Linked DNA regions of Sus scrofa: all the other regions are linked to region 2. Evidence: chromatin contacts called from public HiChIP or PLAC-seq data. All regions are on one chromosome and are shown on one strand. The core of a region is the stretch at or near the end of the contact, and the rest is flanking DNA. Distances in the headings are between cores, read along the strand shown. Region 1 has its middle 21 kb from the start of KLF6. Region 2 has its middle 220 kb from the start of KLF6. Region 3 has its middle 400 kb from the start of AKR1E2.

What was found. HiChIP or PLAC-seq counts read pairs in DNA pulled down with a chosen protein or histone mark.
Region 1: a contact with region 2 is called in an H3K27ac HiChIP or PLAC-seq map of alveolar macrophages. The contact joins two enhancer-like sites. A contact is called at or near these places in 1 of 5 promoter capture datasets (skeletal muscle), 1 of 47 Hi-C or Micro-C datasets (omental adipose tissue) and 2 of 2 datasets of contacts at active chromatin or transcription factors (alveolar macrophages and skeletal muscle).
Region 3: an H3K27ac HiChIP or PLAC-seq map of alveolar macrophages shows a contact between it and region 2. The contact joins two enhancer-like sites. A contact is called at or near these places in 2 of 2 datasets of contacts at active chromatin or transcription factors (alveolar macrophages and skeletal muscle).

What each region holds. Positions count from the first base shown.
Region 1 is chr10:66,507,751-66,511,915 of Sscrofa11.1, reverse strand. No RefSeq gene overlaps it. Among named protein-coding and RNA genes, the nearest start is that of KLF6, 21 kb to the right of the region's middle. Within about 2 kb of position 2,130, at least 23 of the 83 cell types and tissues checked have an H3K27ac peak or open chromatin away from gene starts, as enhancers often do. A contact at or near this core is called in alveolar macrophages, where this site is marked.
Region 2 is chr10:66,262,799-66,266,759 of Sscrofa11.1, reverse strand. No RefSeq gene overlaps it. Among named protein-coding and RNA genes, the nearest start is that of KLF6, 220 kb to the left of the region's middle. Within about 2 kb of position 2,064, at least 18 of the 83 cell types and tissues checked have an H3K27ac peak or open chromatin away from gene starts, as enhancers often do. A contact at or near this core is called in alveolar macrophages, where this site is marked.
Region 3 is chr10:66,086,608-66,090,789 of Sscrofa11.1, reverse strand. No RefSeq gene overlaps it. Among named protein-coding and RNA genes, the nearest start is that of AKR1E2, 400 kb to the right of the region's middle. Within about 2 kb of position 2,624, at least 2 of the 83 cell types and tissues checked have an H3K27ac peak or open chromatin away from gene starts, as enhancers often do. A contact at or near this core is called in alveolar macrophages, where this site is marked.

The sequences.
Region 1 (4,165 bases), core at 881-3,380, 250 kb before region 2:
CGATTTCCCTGCTCCTCTAAACTACTGAAATAAACACATCTTCAAGGAGCAAACGCCACCCACTTCTCCCGTGGTTTTGGCATTTACACCAATTATTAAAGGTTCCTTTTCTTGGCTGGTTCATTTGTACTCACATTTTCTTTTTCCTTTTTCCTTTTTTTTTTTTCTTTTTCAGGCTGCACCCACAGCAGGCAGAAGTTCCTGGGCCAAGAATCGAACCCACACCACAGCAGCGACCCTAGCCACTGTTGTGACAATGCCGAATCCCTAGCCTGCTGGACCACACGGGAACCCCCGAACTGAGATTTCCTCATTCAACGCCCTTCCTGTGACACGGCCTCGCTTAAGGATGCTGTGTTTGTGTCTCTCAGCTCACTCACTAGATCCTGGGAAGCGAGACTCCTTTCTAATTTCCCCTCTGTTTCCCTGTCAGAGGGGCACGGCCATGGCAAGGAGCTGAAGAAAGAGCCAGGAGGCATAGCTGGCACTTACTGAGTGCTCTCTCAGGACCCTGCATTGTTCCAAGTCTTTCTTAAGTATGTGAACACCCCTAAGAGACGGGTGCCATCGTGACGCCTTTTCACAGATGCGGAGAGAGGTGTGTGCCATTAATTAAGGCCATCAGATGGCAAAGCACATGCTTCTGGAAGGCGGGAAGGAGGGGCACAGAAGACAGCTCCTGCAGCCAAGCTGTTAGGTCTCAACCTTGGACAGTAAAGAGCCCCAAGAGCTCCCCAGCGAACCCCCCAACCACAAGGCAAAGGACTGTTTCTAAGAGTGGCCCCTGTGGTTCAGGCTCTGTCCTAGGAGATACTCTAGGGTCTGTGTCTTGTGAAATTTTCAGGCTTCACAGGGAGAAGCACTGGCAGAGCCCTGGGGGCTAAGGGAGGAAGGGCCAAGGACAGTGAAGGACAAAAGAGCAAAAAGGGTGATTGAGGAAGACCGCCAGGCTGAAGTCCTCTGTCACGGTGGCCCCACGCCGCTTCCTCCTGATGGAGCTTTTGGGCAGGATGTGACTTGGAAGGGAGCGACCACTGTCCTTTCCTCCACCCCCCACCCCCACCCCCGCTCCCCGTGGAGGCGGGGGGGGGGGGGGAGGCGGGGAGCAGAGCTCTGTGCATCTCGCTCACGCGGGCCCATCTGCAGAAGAGGCAGGATGCTCCGAGGTGGGTCCCGGGTGCTGGGGGGCCGTGCCCTCCCTCTTTCCTTCCCCGGGATCACAGCCAGGGGCCCCCGCGCAGCCCTGAGGTGGATTCGAGAAGCAGACCTCGGGCAGCACGGGGCTCAGAGGCCAGAATCAGAGCTGACGCTGCCTGGGTCCTTCCCGTCACTCTCCAGGATGAGATCATTGAGACAATGGTTCCTAAAAAATAAAAGGGCCTTTCTGTTTCCCTTTCCAAATATGTTCTAGGACATTCTCAGAATGCCCCGGGGGATACGTGCTCTTAAACTTTCAACATGGTGAAGGCCTGGGAGGTGGTGGACCGCGACAAGAACGCTGGGAGTGTGACCAGCACAGGCCCGGAGGCGCCCATGGCCTCATCTCTCCGCGTCTGAGCTCCCGGTTTCATGCTCAGCCAAGGAATTCGAGCTTCACTTTTAGCGTCAGGGAGAAAACTAAAGATTGGTATTGACCAGTACCTTCTTTTTCAAAATGCACACAAAACATGCATGTTTCTCCTTACTCTTTCTTTTTTTTTTTTTTTTTTTTTTTTGAGGTTTTTGCTGCACATTTAGGAGTCAGAATCTGCATGATATTTAGGATGAAGAAAGGTTGAGTTTTTAATCTCAGAGCACAAGTTCTCGGGTAACTTTCAAGTTCCTCAGAATCTTCTGATTTTCCATCTGGTTCGAAACCTTAGTTCCATGTGCAGTTGGCAATGGCATTTTCTCCCACTAGCGACTTCTGCATTTGCTCTCCAGCCTTCAGTTGTGTGCGTGGCTGTGGGCATGGGTACGAGCACCCTTTCGGGCGCCCAGACCTTCGCGTGCTCAGGTCCCCGTTGGCAAGGGCTCCTAGAGGTGAACCAGAGTCCTCCCTCCAGGCAGGAGGCACAGGCACGGCCCCGCTCCTCAAAGTGCCGAGATCCAGGCAGTGTAGACGTGCAGAGAAGCTGTTCTCGGGGACATACCCAATACAGGAAATGAAAGACGGAAACGATGGTTTCAACCAAGTGAGAGCAGAACTGAAAGTCTGCAAATAAAAATTACAGATCCTTAATCACAATTTTCTCTCCGCACAGGCTGTATAAAAGCGTGCCATTCTCTAAGAGGCTTGCCATGTTTTCAAGACCTCTTGAGTCGTCGTGACTTCTGCCTCTTGACTTCGATTCGACTCCGCAAGCAATAAAACAGTAAAAGCACCTCATTTCCTGCTCTCCATGTACTGCATTAAGGAGGTATTTCTCCACCAGAGCTGCAGCTCCGAGGACCCTTCTGCCCGCCCGGCCGGGCTGCTCAGCTGGGTCCTCTCTCCAGACTTTCTTGAGGAAGCAGAGAAGCATCTCAAACCCCAGCTTTTTGGTTCATTTCTATGCCAAACATCTGGGGCTTGAAAAAGAACTGTGCATGGAGATAAAGTCACCACCGACTCTGTGGAAAGGAGCATTAGGCAAAAAAGAAGTCGGACACATTAATTAAAATGGAAGACTAAATGAGCTGCAGAAAAGGTCGTGAGCCAGGGTCCCCGTGTGGGATCCATCCCCTTCGGTTAATTCTCTCATCCTTCGGGTTCTTGCTTTTGACCTGCTGAATTTGCAGACTTAGGAAACAGGACATACATGCAAACAAGTTCCGGCAAGCAACAGCTCGCAAACAAGATGTTGCAGTGAAGGCTCAGAGAGGTCGAGGGACTCACCCACAGCCACACAGCTCAGACGTGGCCAACAGGGCTGGAACTCAGTTTCCAGCCCATCTCATTCTCTTGCCCCACAGGGCCTCTCAGGGCACAAGTCACTGCCTGACAATCCAGATTTATGTGGACATGCCTTGCATTTCTTCAGGGAGCCTCAGCCAGGCCTTCCCTCTTCTGTGAGGTCAGGGGTGTGGCACCTCTTGCATGTGTGCCCAGGAGCTTACGGAGAAACGTGTCCGGCCACTTTCCCGAGGCTTGACAGATTTTCCCACAATGGCGTGAATGGACAAGAAAATGCAGCTTTGCTTGACGGCCCCACCCCAGTGCCCCTCTCCTGACTCACAAGCCACCTGGGGTGCCAGCCCAGGAGACCCGGGTCACTGCCACGCCTCGATGAAAACCTGCTCCCCGTGAGCCTGGCTAACACCCCAGTTATTCGGCATTGCTGAGGGGTCACGGACAGTTTAGCTGTTAAAGGTCTGGGTGATGGGCTGGGGTCAGGGACACGGGCATGCTGGGCCTTAGGGACCACCATCCTGAAACAGGGACCGTAAATCCTGTGCTCACGGTTTGGGGGAGACTAACAGGAGGTGATCTTCAATGTGCCGTGTGGATTCGGGGGACACAACGGTCGGTCCACAGCAGCTGTGTGACACCTGCAGAGCAGCAGTGGGCCTCGCAAGCCCAGGCTGCACAGGATGAGGGCTGATCCTGTGGCAACCCGTACTCCATCCCCCGCACGCCACGCGGCTTGCCCGCAGTGTCCAAGGTCAGGGAATCGGTCATGACCGTGATTCAGCAGGAAGCAGACAAGAGAGCAGAGCCAAAGGCCTGGTTCTCCTCTCAGCTCTGACACTAACACTACCGGATTAATAGCATTTGTCGTCCAGACCCAGGGCGTCACACGCGAGGAGTCACAGGCAGGGAAAGAAAGCTGCGGTGCTGCAATCAGTCCAGGCTGAGGCCATGTTCGCGGGGGTGGATCCAACAGTTTTACCATCTGCTCTAAAAGGCCAGCACCTGCCAAGGGGAAACTCCTCCTCTCCAGGCCCTGCCTCCTGAGGTGCTGACATCCCTAACCCCTTCGGACGTCAGAAGGTGGCCACTCCAGAGCTTAAGCGACTTCACGAGGCCTCATGGTTAGAAACTTCCAGAGCTGGCATTTGATGCCAGGTCTGCTGGATTCTAAAACACGCCCTCTTCTCACCTAAGACCTTACAGAGACCTGTCCCCAAGAAGCTGGACTTGGTCTGCCACTCACTGCTGTTATAGAAGAAGGACGGAGAGGTGGTTGCCTGTGTGGGCCATTGC
Region 2 (3,961 bases), core at 815-3,314:
CTGCTCTGGTGGCCGCGTGTCCATCCATGGGGCCCGGAGGAGAAGCTGTGCTGTACAAGTCTCGAAGTGGACTTAAACGGAATTAGAAATGACGGCAGTAAAACCCAGACACGGATCTGTAGTTTCAGCTGCTGGAGTAACGCCATCGAGCATCTAAGACGCCACGACTCATGGAGCAGCGGGTGACTCAGCCGCTTGTGTACAGTAAAGCAACTTCCTTCTTCAAAAATGTTGTTTTTTTTTTTCTTTTTAGGGCCACACCCTTGGCATACGGAAGTTCCCAGACTAGGGGTCGAATCAGAGCCGTAGCTGCTGGCCTACACCACAGTCGAAGCAACGCCAGATCCGAGTCACATCCGCGACTTACGCTGCAGCTCTCGGCAACGCTGGATGCTTAACCCACCGATGGAGGCCAGGGATCGAAGCGGACGCACATCCTCATGGACACTAGTCCGGCTCTTAACCCGCTGAGCCACAACGAGAGCTCCAACCCTCATTTAACATGCAACCTGTTCCTACCAAGAATTTAGAACCGCTAGAGCGGGGCTGTGAGACAGAACTTTCCCCAAGAATAAAATCGGCCTGGGCCTGTAGTTTCCAAGGTGGTCGCCATGAGCCACGAGCCACATGTGTCTCTGATACACTGGGAAGAGAAAGGGAATTTTACCCTTTCATTTAAATTTTAATAAGTTTAAATTTAAATGGCCTCACGTGCCCTGTGGGAGGCAGAGCTTGGGTGATGACCCTGGCGGAGAGAGAGAGGGAGAGAGGAAAAGAGAGAGAAAAAGGATGTTTCTGAGAGAAGCGACTGCGAGTGAATTTTGTAGAACAAGACTCGGGAGAGAACAGATTCCTTACTTTCAAATATCAATACATTTGAAAGGCTAATTAAGAAAAACACAACAGCTACACAAAGAGAATTATCTTTTACAAAATTTTTTGAGTCGAGTGGTATTGAAGTACAAGTGTAGGAAAATTATGTAATTTCACGTACAGTTAAGTGGAGGAGTCTGGATTTTAACCCGGATGAATTCATATAATATTTACTATGTATATTACAGTATTTGAATACATATTTATTTGTGTATAACTTAACTGCCAATGCTATCTGCTTGTCTAGGATATGCTGATCTTATATTGACTATCAGCTCTGTGCAGAGACATACCAATATATATATAATAATAACAATAAATTTATACATTAATATTATAATGTATTTATACATGCACATTTGTAGAAATATGTACATTCCCATGCATACTATATGTATGCAACTGGGAAAGTTCACCGGTCAGGAAGAATGTTTTCTAAATGAGGAGCCACCTTCCCGCATGAGACACTGGGAGTCGGTGAAGGCCGCGATAAAGGTCTCAGAATGGCTTTACACGGCTTGATATGATACGTATTCTTTTCATTTTGGAAGCTGGGCCCTGATTAACACCTTTTTCCCGCAGCACCTGAGCACCGCGAGGGAACCTGGAAGACGTGCCTCATTTGCTGACAGCCAAGCTTCCGCAGCTACCTTTCCATGGGTCACTGACCTTCCTCTCCAGACCGAGGCCGTTGTGGTCACCTGATGTGGTCACCACATCAGTGTCAGGCGTATCGGTCGCTATTTTAATTCTGCTGGTTTCAATGAGGCCTTAAACACTGAGTCAGGAATCAAAGGTTGAAGGGACTTTAGAGACTGACCCCGACGCCGTACTCGGAGATGAGGAAGCAGAGGCTTATCACAGGGAAATGATTGCCTGAGGTCTTGGAACAGCGGGATGGCTCTGAGTTCATTCTCAGTGGCTCACGTCCTGAGTTTACGTTTTTATGATATGGTGGATTTGTTTATCTGTTGGCTCAGATTCTTATATAATTGGTGATTGATATCTGTCTTCCTCGTTCAATGTCCTTCCTTCCTTGCTGAAAGAGAAACATAGAGTTGGAGAAAAACACCTCTATAGAGAATAATAATAAAATTTCTGCAAAAACAGGAAACTTGTCAACGCGACGCCCTTTGCAGTGATGGGACAAACAGGAAGTGAATAGAGTAAGTCGTGAGGCGAGTGGCCTGGTCTCCCGCCTCCGCTCGCTAAGCACGTATTCGGGGCCAGGGCCTCTGCCCTGGGTGGAGGCGGCCCTGGTGTTAGGGAGATTGTCTCTGCCTTTGGTGCACTTACTCTGTTGAGAGGTCACGTCAGTCTGCCAGGGCTGCCACAGCGAAAGACCACAGACGGGGGGCCTACCCGCGGATTCTCCCCCAGTTCTAGAGGCCAGGGGTCTTAGATCACGGTGGGGGCCGGGCTGGGTCCCCTGAGGCCTCTCTCCTGGGCGGGTGGACCCCATCTCCCCCACTCCCCAACCCCTGCCACGTGCTCACATGGTCACCCCTCTGTGAGCCTGTGTCCTGGCCTCTTCTTACAAGGACACCAGCCCTGTGGGTTAGGGTCACCCCAATGACCTCGTTCTAATTAATTACCTTTTAAAAGAACTTGTCTCCACACATGTCACATTCGGCAGCACCAGGAGGGTCGAGTGTCAACATGTGAATTTCGGGGGACACCTTTCAGGCTGCATGTATCTCCCAGGTATCATTTTTACAACAAAACAGAATATCATGCTGCCCTTTTCAGAAATTTAGGCTTGGGGGGGTGGGGTGCCATGTTCCAGAGCGCACGACTCTGGATGGAGCCAGGCTCGAACACACCTTTGTCCAGTCTCTCCCACGTCCCCAGCGGATGGATGTGAACCTAACATCCAACGGGACAAAGAAGGGGCTCAGCGTACCTCCCAGGAGTGGACCTGGGGATGGCATTTCATGGCCAGGCCTGCTCCTGTTTCATCTCCAAGCTTTAGGATCTTCAGCAGTAACTGCTGCTCAGAAATGAGTCTCGGGATGCGGCGCCAGAAGGTGGCCTGACTTTCTGGAGCGAACTGCGGTCCCAGGCTTGTCAAGCACCCACCTGCATCCTCATCTTTACATTAAGGAAGTCGTAGGAAACACCCTCTATCTTTCAGACCTAATGTGTCTGCATTTTTGTCATGAGTGATAACATTTTTTTCCCGCTTAAGTAGTAAATAGGAGAAAAAAAAACCCTGCCGGAAATCTTGCTTCAAAAATAAAGCAGACAAAAACCCAAGACTAGAAATATGATATTTTAAGAGTAGTATTTGGTTCATTTTATTTTATTTGTTTATTTAGTTTTGCTATTTAGGCATATGGAGGTTCGCAGGCTAGCAGTCCAAGTGGAGCTGTAGCCGTGAGCCTACACCACAGTCACAGCAACGCCAGATCCAAGCCACGTCTGTGACCTACACCACAGCTCACGGCAACGCGGGATTCTTAACCCACTGAGCGAGGCCAGGGATCAAACCTGCAACCCCATGGTTCCTAGTCGGATTCGTTTCCACTGCGCCATGACAGGAACTCCGTATTTGGTTAATTTTAAACATTTGACTATGAGTTAGAAGTTTCATTGTCCATTTTTAAGTAGGTATTTTTTAATACCGTTTCTAGAAAATGGTTAAGGTAAATTCTTATGGATCAATTGTTCTAGCTTTAATTTCAGGTGGTTTTTTGTTTGTTTGTTTGTTTTCCCTGCTGTACAGCATGGGGATCAAGTTATTCTTACATGTATACATTTTTCCCCCACCCTTTGTTCTGTTGCAATATGAGTATCTAGACATAGTTCTCAATGCTACTCAGCAGGATCTCCTTGTAAATCTATTCCAAGTTGTGTCTGATAAGCCCAAGTTCCCGATCCCTCCCACACCCTCCCTCTCCCATCAGGCAGCCACAAGTCTGTTTTCCAAGTCCATGATTTTCTTTTCTGTGGAGATGTTCATTTGTGCTGGATGTTAGATTCCAGTTAAAAGTGATATCATATGTATTTGTCTTTGTCTTTCTGGCTCATTTCACTCAGGGTAAGAGTCTCTGGTTCCATCCATGTTGCTGCAAATGGCATGATGTCA
Region 3 (4,182 bases), core at 1,375-3,874, 180 kb after region 2:
CTCTGGTGATCAGCCCCCAGACCCACTCAGCTCAACAGTCCACACAGCCGGGGGCCATCCTGACAAGTCCCACCCTCCACCCTGAACATCTGCTCGCCGGGTCTTGTCACATGCACCTCAGGACGAATTTCCAAGGCTGTCCAGCAGCCCTGACGCACCGCTCTCATCTGCACCAGCTCCGTCGCTTCCTAACATAACCCCTGCGTTCCCGAGGCCTCCCGCTAACCTACTCTCCATGCATAACCACGCGAGCTTTAAACAGCAAACATCAAACCGCGGCCTCTCCAGCGGAGATGCCTCGCTAGACAAAGACATAACTGGGTGTTCTCGGCATGCCTCAGCTACTGCCAGCTCTCTTCTCTCTGGCTGTGACCTTCGTCTTGGTCAGCACCGGCTGCTCTAACAACAAATCGTAGATGGAGGGCTCACACAGCAAACCTTCCCTTCCCACAGCGCTGCAGACTGGGTCCGAGATTAAGGCACCACAGATTCGATGTCTGGTGAGGACTGGATCCCGGTTACAAACCAACCTCGCACTGTGTCCTCACCTGGAGGAAAGGGTGAGGTGGCCCTCTGGGGTCCCTTTTACATGGGGACCCATCGGGCAGGCCCCCCTCTCATGACCTCACCACCTCCCCGCCTCCCGACACCATCACTTTGGGGATTAGGAGTCAACACAGGCTTGTTGCAAGGACACATACCCTCGGTCCAGAGCAGACCTCCGACCCTGATGCTTTTCTTCTCTTTGAACCCTGTGCACGTCCAGCCTCTAGGGCCTCTTAGAAGCTACTTCTCTGATCTGGAGCATAGCCTTCCTACACGCCCATGTTTTTACTTTCTCCTAGTGAATATCTCCTTTTATTCAGATCTCAGATCAACGGTCCCATTTTTGGCTCATTGTGCACAACCTCCCAGCCCCACTTTCCCCGACATTCACAGGGAACACTATCTTCCTAGGAAACCTAACCACAACTATAGGCAAGGAGCTGTGTATCTAGCTGTCACAGAAACACAGCTGATAGGATATCCTGTCCTCGCTGATAGGATATAAATGCTAAATATCCTACCAGGATAATCTGCTTCCTGTGACTCCGCCCCCAGATTCTAGTATTTACGACCACCTGCCGAGTGAATAAGTATGCAAGTCGTGGAGACACAAATAAGTTAAGCTTAATTCTACTCCCTTGTAGACGACTCCCTTAAACCATTCTCCTCAGTGTGGACTCTAAGGTGGCCTGCAGACAGCACAGGACTGCACCGAGATTTCAAGAAATCCATGGAGATGCAGATGTGAAGGAGACAGTGTATGTTTCAATCAATGCCGGGTACACGAATATTTCTGTGCAGATGTCCAGAAGGGAGCAGAGTGGTGCTTCATGTTCCTTACACCCGAAGAAGCCTCCTTGCTCCCTGAGAGGACACTTGAGTCTGTAAGTCTTTTTAGTGTAGATGAAAGAGGGTAGCAAAATGCAAAGAATTTAATGTTCTGAAAATAGAAGTATAAATAATGCATTGAGTATATAAAGCAAAACTGCACATAATGTACCGCTCTAATCTACTCAGAATTCAGGGCATTGCCAACAGCAGAACTGATGTGTGGCATAAAAAAAGCATCCGAAGAGTGGATGACACTGTGAGTGGGTCTCATGAGGTCTTGGTCAGTGCCACCATCTCCCCTTTTGCCCATTACTTTCTTGGAAATTAGAGCTATGGCTGGAGCCTGTGGAGGGCAGCATTTGCCCCAATTCCTGGCCCTCTCCATTCCCCTCAGAGACTAGCAAGGTGCCCACAAGAAAATCCATAGAAACCAAGTTCTATAAATTATGTCTGCACCCATGGCATATGGAAGTTCCTGGGCCAGGAACTGAATACAAGCTGCGGATGAGACCTATACCACAGCTGTGGCAACCCTGGATCCTTTAACCCACTGGGCTGGGCTGGGGATTGAACCCAAGCCACTGCAGTTGGATTCTTAACCCGCTGCGCCACAGCGGGAATGTCCCACAATGTATCATTTTAACCAAAGGGGAAGAAATTCCCATTTCTCAGTCTTTGTTTTCATCCTGAAAACGTCATGGTATTTGTAGTATTTACACTGTTAGATTTGTAATTTAACGGTAACTTTTTATGTTCTGGTGATGAAATGCACAGCATAAGCTCAGCCAAATCAAGAAGTGCCTCTTGAGCCTGTGTTCACGGCAGCATGCTTCCGCCCAGCATCTGGGGCCCAGCGAGAGCCCAAGACTGAACTTGTTTCATTCTCCTCAGCTGTAAACTGGATGCAGTTGTCTTTTCAGCTTCAGAAGGTCGCTGTGAGGAGTGTTTCCTCCAGACGTACAGTGGCCATTACACTGAGCTACTCATCTTTCTCCTCCCCTTTTCCCCCAAAGAACGTGGGTCTGCCGAAGGCCCACTGGACGGATCCATGGGACGGTCCGTCCGTGTCCCACATACCCTGGTCTTAAAAAGACCTCAGGCCTTCCCAGGTGGCTTTCTCAGGACGAACTCTTTGTGCTGTAGGAGACGAGTACTTTGATTCTGAAAGTGTGCGGAGACAACCCAACATGGTGTGTGTTTTAGGGAGATGAAGACGGTTCTAGAAATGAGGAAGTCTCACTGCAAGATCAAGGAAGGAGCCACGCAATCTGTATTTTGGGAGATTTGCTGTTGAAAAGGAAGTGGATCTAGTCAGCTCTTTTTTTTATTGGCGTATAATTGGCTTATAATATTATATCAGTTTCAGGTGTAGAACATAGTCATTCGATATTTTCACAGATTATAGACCCTTAAAAGTTATTACAAAATAATGGGTATAATTCTCTCTGCTGTAAAACATACCTTGTAGCTTTTTTATTTCATATATAGTAGTTTGTATCTGTTAACCCCATACCCCTACCTTGTCTCTCCTCCCTCCCTCTCCCCACTGGTAACCACTAGTTCGTTTTCTCTGTCTGAGTCGGTTTTTAGTCTGCTACATACATTCATTTGTATTCATTTTTAGCTTCCGTATAAATATCATAGAGCATTTCTCTTCCTCTTTCTGACTTATGTTGCTAAGCATGCTATTCTCTGGGTCCATCTACGTTGCTATGAATGGTAGAGCCTCATTCTTGTTATAGCTGAGTAAGATTCCATGACACGTGTATACCACGACTTCCTAAGCCGATTATCTATTGATGGACACTGGGGTTGCTTCCGTATCTAGGTTACTGTAAATAGTGTTGCTAGGAACACTGGGACGCACGCATCTTTTCGAATGAGTGTTTTCAGGAAATATACCCAGGAGCGGAATTGCTGGGTCATATGATAATTCTATTTTCAGGTTTTTGAGGAACCTCCCTACTGTTTTCCAAAGTGGCTGCAAGAAGTTACATTCTCACAAAAATGCGCACGTGTCCCCTTTTCTCCACATCCTCTCCAACATGTTATTTGCACACTTTGGGTGGCGGGGGGTGGGGGAGGCACACCTGCAACATATGGATGTTCCTGGGCTAGGGACTGAATTGGAGCTGCAGCTGCTGGCCTGTGCCACAGCCACAGCAATGACAGATCCTAGCCACATCTGCAAACTATGCCACAGCTCAGAGCCTTAACCTGCTGAGCGAGGCCAGGGATCGAACCCATATCCTCATGGTTCTTAACCTGCTTAAGAACCTTAGCCACAATGGAAATTCCTATTTGTAGACTTTTTGATGACAGCCATTCTTACAGGTGTGAAGTGATATCTGTGGTTTTGTTTGCACTTCTCTAATAATTAGCATGATGTTGAGCATCTTTTCATGCACCTGTTAGCCATTCCTATGCATGTCTTTTTTGGAAAAATGTTTATTCAGGTCTTTTGCCCATTTTTTGGTTGTGCTGTTTGTGTATTTCAGATATTGACTCCTTATTTGTCATATCATTTGCAAATATTTTCTCCCATTCTGTAGGCTGTCTTTTCATTTTATCAGTGGTTTCCTTTGTTGTGCAAAAGCTTTTAAGTTTAATTAGGTCCTATTTGTTTATTTTTGCTTTTATTTCATTTGACTTGGGAAACAAATCCAAAAAAACATTGCTGTGATTTACGTCAAACAGTGTTCTGCCTGTGTTCTCTTCTAGGAGTTTTATGGTTTTTAGGTCTTACATTTAGGTCTTTATTTATTTTATTTATTTTTTTTTTTTGTCTTTTTAGGGCTGCACTTA